Linked DNA regions of Sus scrofa: region 1 is linked to region 2. The links are chromatin contacts, called in public Hi-C maps. All regions are on one chromosome and are shown on one strand. The core of a region is the stretch at or near the end of the contact, and the rest is flanking DNA. Distances in the headings are between cores, read along the strand shown.

Region 1 (4,531 bases), core at 714-3,213, 140 kb after region 2:
GAAGTCCTCCTTTAAAACCTCAATTTTGATAGCTTCAGGGAGAAAAGACCAAAGATATCCTAGGAGAGACCCTTCTAGCCTAAGGAGCCCTTGGCTCTTACCTTCTTCCCTATGACCTTTAGCAAGATATCAATGGTTGAGCCTCAATGTAACCAATAAGATCTCTTTCAGTTTTTGTTTTTTTGGTTTTTTTTTTAGGGCCGCACCCGGGGTATAATGGAATCAGAGGCTAGGGGTCAAATTGGAGCTGCAGTTGCCTGCCTACGCCAGAGCCACAGCAACGCACAGCAATGCCAGATTGGAGCCACATCTTCAACCTACACCACAGCTCACAGCAACACTGGATCCTTAACCCACTGAGCAGGGCCAGGGATCGAACCTGCATCATCATGGATACTAGTCGGGTTTGTTCCTGCTGAGCCTCAACGAGAACTCCCTCTTTCAGCTTTTCAAAGGGCTTGATCTTTGAAAATCCTTCAGACCTGTCATTCCAGCTGATGACGATGGCAGCAATGACAACAGCAGCAGCTCACACTAAGCCTTCCCTACTCAACCGGTTCCGTCTGCAAAGTGCTGTGCATATTTATTTACTTACTCTCCTGCCCTTTGAGGTCACAGGCGGTGAGGTTGGAACCTATAGAAAAGCTTCGTAAATTGTTTTGTCTATGTAAGAAAGGAATACCTATTCCAGAGCTACAAAAACAGTAAAATAAGACTGTGAAAGCACTTTGTAAATGTAAAACCTTATAAAAATGACAGCAGAGGGAACAGCCAAATACTGATGAACTGGATGTGCTGAGTTTTTTTAAGCTCTAACTTCCTCAGATATTCAATGTAGATTAGAATATGACTAGGAGGCTTTATTTTTTTAAAAAAGAAGTTATGTGCCAAGAAGAGTAGGAAATTTCAGTGTTTCAATGGGTGCTATTTGAAGATTTTTCATAAATTTGAAACAGTAGGGGGAAAACAAATATTGATGCTAATTTGAGGCTAAGAAACACCTTTCATTGATTATAAGAAATAGCAACAAACCTCTTATCTAGAAGAAGATAAAACCACCTGGTAAGATTCCCCCAGACACAAAGGGCCACTGCCACAAATTCTCTTCTGACCCCTCTCCCAGAGCTCTGTTTATGGCCACACAAATGATTTAATCTTCCAGAAACAGATTTATAGACACTCTTTTTACTCTTTTGATAAGACAGCCTCTTGATTGAATCAGACTCTTGCACTTTCAAATGCTCTTTCAATGAAAGCATTACCTTCCCCCTCTCCAACTCAAGAGACGGGGTGAATATTAAAGATCTATCTTTGCTTCTGTCTAAAATATGCCCCACAGTGCCCTGGATGTTGAGTTGGCATCCTTATGGAGAAAGACCACTGCTCTGACCTTGGTTGGTCAGACAAGGACCAAGAAGAGAAAACTGATCCCCTCCCCCACCACCAATTTTCACAAGAGAATACCGCTATTCCACTTTAGAGACAGAGACACAAAAAGGTTATGTGACATATTCCAAGTCACACAGTCGTTCAATGACAAACACACAGAAACACATTCTCTCTACTACACTGCTGTCAAATTCTATTTTAATGAACTGAAGCAGGCATCATGCTTCCCCGAATTTCTAAAAGGTATTGTCACACATCTTTCTTTGTTTGCTTTTTTTTTCCCCTACAAAAGAAGATTTCATACCTCTATATAAATTCACAACACACTATGATGGCGTGAACCACTTGTGGTATTTGCGCATTACAGGCAACATTCAGAGTGTTAGACGAAGCAGAAGTGAAAAGCTGTTCACTTCCCTCAACGGTAGCAGGAGAGAGGAGAACAAATTTACACTTGGCACCACAGGCAAAAGTGTTAGGCAATCACAAGTATTTGCATGCACACCTCATAACAGCTGCAGGTAAATGATTTGACAAGGTCAAATTTGACTGAACAGCAAAACCACCAATGGGGCTGGAGGTTAAAGTTGCTAGACCAGTTAGAAAAAAAATACAGGAAGACAAGCAGTGAGACCGCAGAAGCCCTGGTTTTTCAGACTGTTGAATTTTAGTAAAGGTTTGTTTTGCCTTTATTAGAAATTCTGAGGTATGTTTTTTCTACAGGTGACACAAATGAGCAAAGTAAAAAGAAAAGCCTTTTAGAAGGGAGAAGCCGAGGTCTTATGAATAAAGCAAACAAAATACAAAAAAAGACTGAGTCACAGAAGGTAAGATCTGCCAATTCCCCACACAATGTGCAGTGACTCAAAGGCCAAGTCTAAATCTGTTGTCACCTGGGGATGTTCAAGGTTTTTAGTTTTGAAAAAGAAAGGAATTCATACAGGAAACGTAACTTGTAAATTTTGCACTAAAAAAAATCTGAAGGAAACCAATAATAAACTGTACATGTATATATAATTTCACCTTCAACATTACCTTAAGAATATTCATGTTTTCTGCAGGAAATTTTTTTTTAAATTCAAATGTATTCTCTGACATTTAAATCACTAAGTAATTACCAGTGTTCAGTGTATCATCCTAATTAACATTTTCATACTTCATAAGTAGATAAGGATTTCGTTTGTATGCACCATTTTGTGATTTATTTTGATATGTCTACAGATAAACTATGCAGACATTTTTAGTTTAAAAACTAAAGCAGGGCTTACTATAGTTGTTTTATTCTAAGACAGCAACATTTTGAGATATACTATCAATTTAATAAAAGCTGTAGGACTTCCTGTTGTGGCTCAGCGAGTAAAGAACCTGATTAGTATCCATGAGGATGCCAGATCAGCCCTTGGCTGTGCTCAGTGGGTTAAAGATCCAGCATTGCTGCAAGCTGGGGTATAGGTTGAAGATGGGGCTCAGATCCAGCATTGCTGTGGCTGTGACATAGGCCTCAGCTGTAGCTCCAATTTAACCCCTGGCCCAGGAACTTCCATATGTCGCAGGTGTGGCTGTAAAAAGAAAATAAATAAATACAGAAATAAAAACGAAAGCTTTTACAAGGAAAAAAAGCAATATCCCTTTAAATGATTATATCACTTGTAACAAATATTCCTATTTCAAAAGTATTAAAACGAAAAAGAGTGAGAGACTGTAATCACAGAAATACATTATTTTATTTGCAGAGAGGATACAGCAGAATAGGCAGACTTGTAATATGAAGCCAGACTTCAAATCTTGGCCCCTCCACTCATTAGGTGATCTCAAGCAACCTACCTAGCTTCTATGTACCTCATTTTCTTAAAAGAAGACAATGAGAGCATCTGCCACATAAGGCCGTTATGAGGATTCGATGAGGGAATGTTCTCAAAGTACCTCGAAGGACTCTGACACGATAAATGCTGTATAAGGATTTGTTAAATAATAATAGTATGACCTGCGCCACCACCTCTCAGCATTCACTGAAGCTTTTGCTACATTCAGAGATGAACAACTAATTCAACACGCCAATAAAATATTTTGATTTGGGGGAAATATTTACTGACGATTGAATGAGTGCTGGATACTATGCCACATTTTTAGAGGAAGGAAAGATAAAAAGTCAAATAACTATAGAACCAAGGTGCTGATTCTAGAAGGTGGGCTTTTGACTAGGTGTCTGTGGTGACCCAGGCTTCAAAACATTCGCAAGCCTGGAAATGAGATGCAAACTTATGTTTCTAAGTGCATTTTCCTGGGGTGCTATCCTTTGATTCTTGAAAAGGCCTGGGATCCCCACCCCGAAAAAAAAAAAAAAATTAAGAGCCATTGGCTTCACCACATTAAAAAAAAATTTTTTTTTAATATACCAAAGCTTATCTTTGTTAAAAGGTATTTGCGGGTTCTCAATGACTTGATTCAACTGTAAATAGTTCATTTATTTTGACAGGTAGGCACAATTCCCCCTTCCTCATCTGAAGTTTCTTAAATATCAAACAAGTCACCATCAGAAATGTAAATCCTGGGTCACAAAAACCTATTCGACTGCTCCTTCCAGACTTCCTGAAAAGGAAGCTACTTGCTTTCTAGAGCTCCCTGTTCAATGGTAATAAAGAGCTAGTTAGCTTCCCAACCTTGTGAGAAAACAATAGCTTCTGGAATGAGTCATCCCAAACCCTCAGGTTTCTTGCACAACAGCTGTACTGCTGGGAGGTGATGGACAGCTGCTGCTCAAGCCAGTGTCAGATCTTGGGAGTGAAGACTGATCCTGGAAGCCATTACTGAAGACATGGGAAAGAAAAGGAGCTGTGTTTTGCATTAAACTTGAAAATGTCTAGGGCGCCCACTGTTTCAGTACACCACATGGCTTAATTATGTCAGTGTCTCCGACATGATTTGGGGGAAAGGCCACAGATGATGTTGGAATCAGACAGTCCCGGGCTCCGTTCAGCCTGTACTGTTTCCCAGCTGGGGGGTTCTGGGAAGGTTACTTAACCTCTCCAGACTGTAGTTTTCCTCATATGTAAAAATACCTCCTCCCTTTAGGGTTCTATTGAAGTTTCAAACTGGTAAAGACCTGCTGGTATCCACAATGGTGTCTGGGGACTTTCACTTT
Region 2 (4,104 bases), core at 983-3,482:
TGGATTACCATTATTTCTTTTAAAATTAATTATATTTTGTCATTTTAGGGCTGTACCTACAGCATACAGAAGTTTCCAGGCTGGGGTCGAATCGGAGCTGTAGCTGTCAGCCCACGCCAGAGCCACAGCAACGCGGGATCTGAGCCGCATCTGCAACCTACACCACAGCTCACGGCAATGCCAGATCCTTAACCCACTCAGTGAGGCCAGAGATCAAACCTGAAGGGCCCAAGCACTGGGCAGACATGGAACGGTACACTTTAAAATGGTTAATTTTACTGCCAACAAAACAAAACTGGGCTGTGATGAGCCTGTGGACACAGGAGTTCGCTGATGGAGGCACATGGGACTCTGTACCAAGCAGCTACAAGGGGGCTGGGACACATGCCCTGTGAGGTACACAGGCAGCTGCAATGGCTAGGGGAAAAAAAAAGATCAAGAGAATGAAATCACAGTAGGAAATTTTCATTCTCTGAGTTACCCAGCCTTGTGGGACAGAGACCCATAGAATTACCCAGGATGTTCTAGAAAGGTGACCTTCCCTTAATGGGTGGCTAGATCAGGAAAGAAGATTGAGGCTCAATTTGAGGGAGTACTGATGGCAGAGGCAGAACAAGCTCTCTCTCAAGCTGGAGCAGAGCCAGTCAACAATATTATGGACACATGAAGATGGTTCTTCAGTGAGTGAGGCTGGACAAGAAGATGACCTTGGCATTTTGTCCAGTCCTCAGATCCCACAAAATTCAGTTGTAGGGGGAGGAGGGAGGGAATGGGATGGACGGGGAGTTTGGGGTTAACAGATGCAAACTATTACCTTTAGAGTGGACTGGCAATGGGGTCCTGCTGTACAGCACAGGGAATGATATCCAATCTCCTGGAGTGTACCATGATGGAAAAGAATATTTAAAAAAAAAAAAAAAAGCCTGTACATTTTGTATGCCCGAGTCTCTTTGCTGTACAGCAAGAAATTGACAGAACAGTGAAATCAACTGTAATTTTAAAAAAAATTCAGTTGTCTTGATTCCACTTTTCTCACAGAAGCCCAACATGGTGCTGACTCTCCTAAATAGGAAAGTGTGATTTCATGGATAGAGATCTCTCCTCCTCTTGTACTACAGAAATTCACACACAGCTTAGCAAACCAAACCACCCATGCCCGCATCTATCCTTGTACAGTTAATATGGGTACAGCAGAACTGGAACACTTATCTGAAAAAAAGATCTCCTCTGGCCAAAAACAATTCTGTCTGAGAACAACCTTCACAGAATTTGCTGACAATGTATTTCATGATTCTCTTTTCTCATGGGGGGAAAAAAAAGCAAACAGATCTCTTAAAAAAAAAAAAAAAAAGGTCAAAAGGATACTGCCGGCAAGATAGAACTGATTAAGAGAGCCAACTAAGGGAAAGATTAAATAAACAGATGTGTGTCAAGGTGAGCTGGTGATTTAGATTTACTAGATTGCAAAGCTCTAGCCTGACAAACACATCCTGGCAGAAAGAATGCCTGAATAATGATAATTAGTTCTTTTGAAAAATCTTATACACATTATGATTAACAACTCAAATTCAAGCCTAAATAGGCTTAGTAGAATTCATCATCCGCAAACTTACAAGATCTAGGCGAAGGCTGACTTCCACAGTGTGACAGCAAATACAAAATTGTTATGGAACATGACCAAACTCCCAGAGAAAACCAATACACAAGACTGGATAGGAAATTCTAGCTGCTAGAAAAAGAACTACATTTATTAAGTCTTATTGGCTCTAATAATGATTATCATGTCCAACAAGTTTTCTAAGAACCCTAAAATGAGTGCAAGGCTGGGAATTTGATCCTGACGCCAACCTGAGCTAGTAAACCTATTGCACAACGGAGAGGAGGAGACAGGGACAGACTGTAATATCCTGAAACACACAGTCGTCGTCTTTCCATCACACGTCTATTTCCATGTGCAGTATTAGCTTGATGGGTTATACTAGACACGGGCAGAAAAGACAGGCACACTAACTAGGTTCTGAAAGTGTATAATGAAGGGACTATTTATAGAAGTAGGGGTAGGTCTGAGGAAATTAACCCTCAAGTGGTGAGAAAACCAGGGACCAGCAAAGTGGGAAGTATTAACCACTCCTGGGCTTGGACGAACAAGAGGAAGTAAGAGTGAGAACTGGACCCCGCTGGGAGCTGGCGAAGTAAATGAGAGGCTCAGAGGAGGCGATGCCGTCCCAGCGGGGTGCATTCACTGCAGGAAGTGCAGCAGAGAGTGGAACAAGGGAGGAGGAAATGTCCTGACCTCCCTCTCATCCCGCACTCTGATCTCCTGCGACAGCGCCACTGGCCAAGTCCCACTCGCAAGTGGAAGGCAAGAGACACAGTCCTGCCACCACACAGAGGGCAGAGGTGAGCATGGAGGAGGGGATGCAAATGCAGATGATCCAGCAAACCTGACCTTTCAGTTTCCAGAGAAGCTTCTGCCCATTTATCACTAGTTTAGATGTCACCATACAGGTCATAGAGTCCATTGCCTTGCTGTTAGGAAGACAACTAAAAAATCTAACAGCTTTAGAGGAGATTATGGTGGCAGCCCCCTACCTGACTTAAATTGAATTCCTGCATGTTTACTGTCCCAACACTCTTTCTGGTCTGATACCTACATCAGTTTACTACAGTTCAGATCCTACAATGTGCTTCATACTTGACCCTGCCCATGTCACCTTTGAGTGTTATTAAATCACACAGGCATTATCATTTTTTTTTATCATAAAGCTTAAGTTTTACTAAATCCTTCCCAGTAAATCCTCTAGTTCTGGTATAAAAGCTCTTGGTTGGTGGCCAGATTCATGGCTGGGGATGGAGGGGAGAAGAGAAAGGAGAAATGGCAGGACAAGTTCCACTCTGACATCTGCTGCATGAGAACAGAGGCTGTTACATGAATGAATGACCTGGTGAATGACGGATGAAGAGACAGATACTAGACTTTGGAATGGCCCAGATCAAGGATGGAGAGGTAAGCAAAGCCAAGGAAGAGAAGGTTCAGCCCACATAGTCCAGAGAGCCATACTGAGGCCAGAGAGCAGGCAGGGGTAGAAAGGAGAAATTTCAAGAGCTAGTTAATGCCTGATTATCTGCAAGGGAGCAGGCGATGTCCCTTTGCATCAGCAAGCCTACCGTATTAACAGGACAGAGCGCCAGCAGCAGCAAGCGAGGGGTGACATCAGTCACAGTCACGGAGTGAGGCTGCTGTACTCCATCGCTCCTGCCACTCCACAGTCCCAGCAGTGGTTTATTTCATTCTGCTAAGACCCATGGGTTATTGACACTCACCCTGATGAGTGGGCCCACGGGAATATGGAAAGGCTCAGCTGGGCTGGGAAGTCACTACGACTTACCCCTTGGCTTCTCTGGAGTCAAGAAGCCCAGGTGGAAGAGCAACTGAGGGCACTGCCTTGTGCATATATATGATCCACAGAGGCCTATTAGAAGGTAGTTCAGAAGAAGGGAGGATGCCTTCAAATCCTAAAGTCAGTTGTTAAGCATTTCCTAACATGACGGGTCACTGGAGAAAAATTTTGTCTTTCAATACTTTGCATGTGTGAATTCCATCAGTCCAAAGCATCCATGCAGCTGGTGTGCATGGCATGTTCACGACAGATTCTGCTACTTTGCAAAAAAAACTGAGATGACTGCGTCCTGAGAATAGCACTTACTTCCACTTCTCATTAATGGTAATCTCGATGGGCCTCAAAATACAATACATATGCTGCTTGAGTTTTCAAACAACCAAAAAAATCTGAAATCTTGCTTCCTAGGAAATTTTACAGAAATGACAAATATAAATTTTAGAAATTCCTTCTAGTTCCCAAGAATTCTCAAGTGTGTGTGTGTGTGTGTGTGAGAGAGAGAGAGAGAGAGAGAGAGAGAGAAAGAAAGAGAAGAAGAGAGAGAAAGAGAAATATATGCAAAGTTACTCAAAAGGGAAAATATCAATACTGACACTTTCCCCAGCAGCACAAAGATGAGGTGAAAAACCTACAGTAAGTTATGAATCAGACAAAATTTCTACATAGTTACAGATATACTTGTCACCCGGGGTTTGAATAATTC

The links. Hi-C and Micro-C count contacts between places; a contact is called where the count stands out from the background.
Region 1: a Hi-C map of liver shows a contact between it and region 2, with 1.8 times the contacts expected there. The contact joins two enhancer-like sites. A contact is called at or near these places in 3 of 47 Hi-C or Micro-C datasets (epiblast stem cells and liver).

The regions. Positions count from the first base shown.
Region 1 is chr9:91,185,373-91,189,903 of Sscrofa11.1, forward strand. All of the region lies in intron 1 of RAPGEF5 (rap guanine nucleotide exchange factor 5), which reads right to left. Among named protein-coding and RNA genes, the nearest start is that of RAPGEF5, 45 kb to the right of the region's middle. Within about 2 kb of position 1,964, at least 13 of the 83 cell types and tissues checked have an H3K27ac peak or open chromatin away from gene starts, as enhancers often do. A contact at or near this core is called in liver, where this site is marked.
Region 2 is chr9:91,041,504-91,045,607 of Sscrofa11.1, forward strand. All of the region lies in intron 9 of RAPGEF5 (rap guanine nucleotide exchange factor 5), which reads right to left. Among named protein-coding and RNA genes, the nearest start is that of RAPGEF5, 190 kb to the right of the region's middle. Within about 2 kb of position 2,233, at least 11 of the 83 cell types and tissues checked have an H3K27ac peak or open chromatin away from gene starts, as enhancers often do. A contact at or near this core is called in liver, where this site is marked.